Linked DNA regions of Danio rerio: region 2 is linked to region 1. A link is a contact called in public Micro-C data. All regions are on one chromosome and are shown on one strand. Each heading gives the region's core, a stretch centred on a gene start, on an enhancer-like site or on the middle of the called end of the contact. The rest is flanking DNA. Distances are from core to core; before and after follow the strand shown. Region 1 holds the start of fkbp10a (FKBP prolyl isomerase 10a). Region 2 holds the start of rps18 (ribosomal protein S18).

Region 1 (2,843 bases), core at 244-2,743:
GGAAATCTGTGGCGCGCCTCTGTTGTTTATGGTGTTGGAAAACTTTGCATGTCCCATAAAGTCTGATCTGAACCGAGGGATGTCTTCTCTGGGTCTGAAAGCCCGTCATCTTTCAGTTTTCATTCCTAAATTATATTCTGTGATAATTTACTATTTTTCAATTTCAAGTCGTTTTCAATTTCTTGTCCTATTGTTACACATGGGTAAATATGTCCTGTTATATCATGGCCTGTTTATATATATATATATATATATATATATATATATATATATATATATATATATATATATATATATATATATATATATGTGTATATATATATATATATATATATATATATATATATATATATATATATATATATATATATATATATATATATATATATATATATATAATGGTCCTGCTAAAAAGAACTTGAGAGTACAATACGGCATTCAAAAATATATTATTTGCAATGCTTGTAGTGGATTAAACGGAGACTTGCATTGCAATGACAGAATACTTGGGTAATTCTTCAATTTTGGGCGCTTTAATGTCCTTTAATCATATATCCAAAAATATTTATAATTTTGTTCAAATTCCTCTTTCTTTGTCAAACTAAAAATAAAACCTACTTAAAAAAATTGACTACCTTTCTATTATATTTTTTTCATATTATTTAACCTCCTTTTAGGTGTCAAAATCACTGTTTTTACCTTTTCGTACACCAAGAGTTTTAAACTTCAAAAATGAAAATAACTTTTTAAAATATTATTTATCTAGTATTAATGTATCCTAATTTAGCACTAGTGAAATAAGTTAAATATTTTATAGTTATTAATGTGAGACTTATATCAATATAAACTGTTGAAATGTCTTTTCCACCACTCTCATTTGCATCACCACACACTTTTTTGAAAAATATTTAAAAAGATTCCATCACACATTAAAAGTGTATATACAATGTATTAGTTCATGCTCTATTTAAATTACAAATTCAGTTTATTTTCTAATAAGCTCTTAACCAAAGTAATATAAAATTTTAGAGTATGACAGGCGTACAATTTAGCATACAACTAATTTATTTCATTGACAAATATAATTATTATAGTGGAACCGTTGGTTAAACTAGATACAAAAATTATCTTAGACAACGTTTGACTGCCATAATTTATTTAATTTTGAAATGAGCTGTGTATTGAGATGCGGTTGACATTTGTTCAGTTCACGATGGAAAAAATGTTTTCTTCTTATCTAAGTTTGTCCTTTTACAGATCCTAAAACTAGACAAATTGTTTAAACGTATGAGGCTATGTTACGTTAATTTTTAACAAGTTTTCTTTTTTTACTTCACAAGGCTAAAAGTGCCCGTAGTTGAAGAATTGCCTACTATTGTATTTTTAAAACCATTTATCAAAACGTGGCTATGATATTAGATGGAGTTTAGGACCGCGCGGTTGGTTTTTGTGTTCTTTGATTTTTAAACCACAGCATAGGCTACGTGTTCATCATCTTACATCTTGTTCAAAACCTCTGTGCTATGGCACTTACTCCAGCCCTAACAGTTCTCTTCGTTGTCATATATGCTGTATGTTGTCAGTTAGAAGATGTAATTATTGATCGCTACTTTATACCAGCGTTCTGTCCAAGAGAGGTTCAGATCGGAGACTATGTTCGGTATGACTATAACGGAACATTTAAGGACGGGCGGAAGTTCGATTCTAGGTGAGTAAATTATAATTACATTTTAACCAACATCTCAACAAATCATCAAGGCTTTTCAGGCTTCAAAGATATTTGATGGCTTTTTGAAGACGATTAAAACTGTGCGTATCAACATCTGGGCAACGTCAGAACCTAATTAAATTATTGGTGTTTAAATAAGCTTTATCAAAACTCGACCACAAATTAATGGCCCCTGAAGTCAGCTTTTGGAGGACCAGGAACCCCAATTAAAATAAATTGGAGAATCAAATTATTAATTTAATAGAAATGTATAGAAATAGTTTAAATTTGTACAAGTAAACAGACATATATGAATAAATCTATTTGATTAGTGTTTTTAAACTAATAACAAAATTCAGTAAAACAATGCATTTATTTTTAATGTTTAAAAACAGTAAGTATAACTCTATTATTTTTTTGTTTTAAAACATCAATAATCAAATAATAAAAAGTACAAAACAAAACATTGATCAGCATTCATCAACACATTATATTTATATTTAAACTTTTTCTATTTTCAATTTTAAACTATTTTCCATTTACAATGTAAATGAATAAAACAATATCTAAATAAATTCTTACAAAAATGTATTTATACGTTTTTATGTACAGCTAAAAATTTAAAATAGCTGTAGATTTAAAGTTTATTTAATTTATGTTTTAAAAAAGCTGATTTATAAAAATGTATTTTAATTAATTATTTTAAATGCACATTTTAAATATTTTTTTTAAAGGGAACTTTTTCCAATCTGTTTGCCAATTGCTATTCTTTTATCTTTTTGTCAATTGAGTAAAAAAATGCCATTGGTCAGTATACAAATAGGAGCAATCAATCACATTTCGCCTCAAATACTCTCTCACAAGTAAATATAATGCTCAATGTCAGTGGACATTGAGGAAAAACTATTGGTTATTACAGCATCAAAGCAGCTGGGTTTGTTTTAAAATTGCTAATTGCTTCAAGCAATGCAAGTGTATAGGGAATATTAATTTGTTGAAAGATTAATTGTGAATCATTTTTTACCTTGCTAGGTAGAGGGCAATGGCATCAGCAACTCGTAGCGGCACTTCTGGTGACCAATGGCCAGTTCCAAAATTCGGTGTACAATTTTTACTTTTAAAAACTCCCAGAGTA
Region 2 (2,843 bases), core at 235-2,734, 130 kb after region 1:
AAACCTTTTGAAAAACCGGGCCCTGGAGTTTGTTTTCCAAATCAAACTTGCAAAGTCTAAAAGATGCAAGACTGAACTTTCTGTAGGCTACTTAATATTAAGCAAAAAGTTTCAGTCAGATTCCAGGTGAATGTCTACAGCCACGTCTTCGTTTTACACCCATCCACACTGACAGGGAGCAGCAGCATTTTAAAAAGAAAAACGGCCTCTTCAGGGCTCAAAAACTCTGGGATAATGTAAATGAAAGGCGTAATCGTAGCAAAACTTGCACGTTAAAACAGAAACATACTCAACTTAAGCTGTGGGTCATGTTATAGGTATTGTACTGAACTTCTGCTTTTAAAGCACATAACATCCAAGAAAAACAGTGCTAGACATGCTTGATAAACTTTTAAAATGGTAATAGACAATCATACCTGGCTGTATTTCCCATCTTTTATGTCCTTCTGTCTGTTCAGGAACCAGTCTGGGATTTTGTACTGGCGAGGGTTCTGCATAATAGTCACCACCCTCTCAACCTATTCAATAAAACCATAATCATTAAACATTTTAGACCTTTAAAAATTCCTTAAAGAATAATAAAATTTTTCACTTATTTTTCCACTTGCGTTTATCAAAAAATCTTTCTGGGTGGAATATAAACTGCTTTAGAACTTAATAAAATTGTGTCATCTGACATGAAATCTGTGTTGTAAGAAACAGTTCAATGTCCATTTAAACATTTACAAACCCACCTCATCCTCAGTGAGTTCTCCAGCCCTCTTATTTAAATCAATATCAGCTTTCCTCAGAACCACATGGGCATATCGCCTTCCAACACCCTATTAACGGAAGTAGATTACAATATTAAAAGCTTAAATCATATTAACATACAGAACAAAATTGATCTAGTTAAAATAGTTCACCTTAATAGCGGTGATGGCAAATGCGATTTTACGTCTTCCATCAATGTTCGTGTTGAGGACACGAAGGATGTGCTGAAACTTCTCTGGGATGACGAGGGACTGAAAATAAAAATAACAAAGTCAGCATGCATGACACCACAAGGTAATAGTATACAGAACAACTAGCTCCTTTATCCTCTTCTAATGAATTTTGGGCAAGCATTTCAGCACATTATTGTAACGGCTCCATACTGACCTTATGCAATTACATAGTACGCTTTAAATATTTAGGGGAAAAATTCATACATAAATTTGTGTCACAATACAGATGCTTAATTTTTAGCATGATCCTTAAAAACACTAGTATGGTGTCTTTTTGAAGCGGCGCGGTCAACAGGGTAGGAGATATCGGTAACTCTTTAAAACGTTAAATCCTACTTAATAGCTGAAATATTCATTAAAAATAGTTAAACGTGTATAAAGGACATACAATATTTTATCGGTACAACTGTACACAGATAAATAAGACCGATGATGCGTGATTTCAACTTAAGCTTTGAGAGTACCATTTCGCACTCACCATCTTGATCGCTGGTTCCGCGCAAAAAGGAAGTTGTCATGGTCTCGCGATATTTTCACCACTTGACACGCAAACTTTAGGGTGGTTCCGCCCTATTTTTTACGGTCTATGGTTCCGTCACCAAGTACATTTCTGATAGCCTGTTATCTAAACTAATATATAAAACCTATGAGGTTTAAAACGTATTATATTACTTATAAGATATTTAATATTGTTTTGTTTTAAATAACATTTCTTAAGATTTTCAAACGTAACACTGCATTTTCGCGGATTTAATAGTTTGGTAACAGGGACTAAAATCCTAAACGGACGTGTAGTTTTTATGTACTACAGACGGCATGGCGGAGGCGCTGATCGGTGGAGCTGTTCATATAAACACATCCGCTGATTCTGTGACCGGTGCGATGGCCTGTATAACGTTACACGATGAGGTAATCATCTTTTTTTTTTACATGAAACATCAGCTTTGGCTGTGATCATATTCCACATTTTTGACGTTACACCAGTAAATGCTAACAGCCCCAGAGCTGGATATAATAGAGATGTGTAGTTTGTTATTAAATATCATATAGTTTTAATGTAGTTCGTACAAAGGTTGGTTTAGTAATCGCGATTGCAATGGAGCTATGCAGGTTATTGCTTTATTCAAAATCTGAATATCCCACAAATTTTTGTGTGGCACCATAAGATCACGTGACCAATGTCTGCATTGAAAAAAAACTCACACATGATATTAAGGTACGAATTCAGAAAACACCGATTCTGAGAAGTCATCATGACACAATATGAAAGTATGATTTATCATTTGATGACGTCAATGGTAAAAACATACATATTTTACAAACGAACTTTTTAATGCAAATCATGATTTATAAAAAATAATTAAAAAACGCAGTTGCCCGTTTTTGCAAATGAACATACAATTGATTTGTTGATGATTTTTTTTTGTTATTGTTTTGTACTCTTATTTACCTGTAGGCTACGATGTACCTATCATGTAAATATGATTTTGATCACCAGTACAAATATTTTTGCAGTGCCATGGCACTCAGTGTTAAATATAACAGTTTAATATTACCAACAAAGCTCTTATACTGATATGTATGTTGCTTATGCAGCTGTGTTTCTTGCAGGATTTGGTAACACATTATATACATACTATATATATATATATATATATATATATATATATATATATATATATATATATATATATATATATATATATATATATAGTAACGGAATATATATATATATATGTATATATATATATATGTGTGTGTGTGTGTGTGTGTGTGTGTGTGTGTGTGTGTGTGTGTGTGAATGTGATTGAACCTCAAGTTCTCAACAGTTTTTAAAATGAAGTATCTGAAAGCAGG

What was found. Hi-C and Micro-C count contacts between places; a contact is called where the count stands out from the background.
Region 2: a Micro-C map of caudal fin shows a contact between it and region 1, with 5 times the contacts expected there. The contact joins the promoter of rps18 here to the promoter of fkbp10a in region 1. A contact is called at or near these places in 2 of 18 Hi-C or Micro-C datasets (caudal fin and hematopoietic stem cells).

Annotation. Positions count from the first base shown.
Region 1 is chr19:20,744,034-20,746,876 of GRCz12tu, forward strand. It overlaps fkbp10a (FKBP prolyl isomerase 10a), which reads left to right and starts at 1,494. Exons shown (of 13, transcript XR_012395001.1): 1 at 1,494-1,708. It also overlaps a transcript of p3h4 not described here.
Region 2 is chr19:20,877,699-20,880,541 of GRCz12tu, forward strand. It overlaps rps18 (ribosomal protein S18), which reads right to left and starts at 1,485. Exons shown (of 6, transcript NM_001423550.1): 1 at 1,465-1,485; 2 at 906-1,004; 3 at 735-821; 4 at 417-518. The coding sequence starts at 1,467. vps52 (VPS52 subunit of GARP complex) reads left to right here and starts at 1,778. Exons shown (of 20, transcript XR_012394997.1): 1 at 1,778-1,895.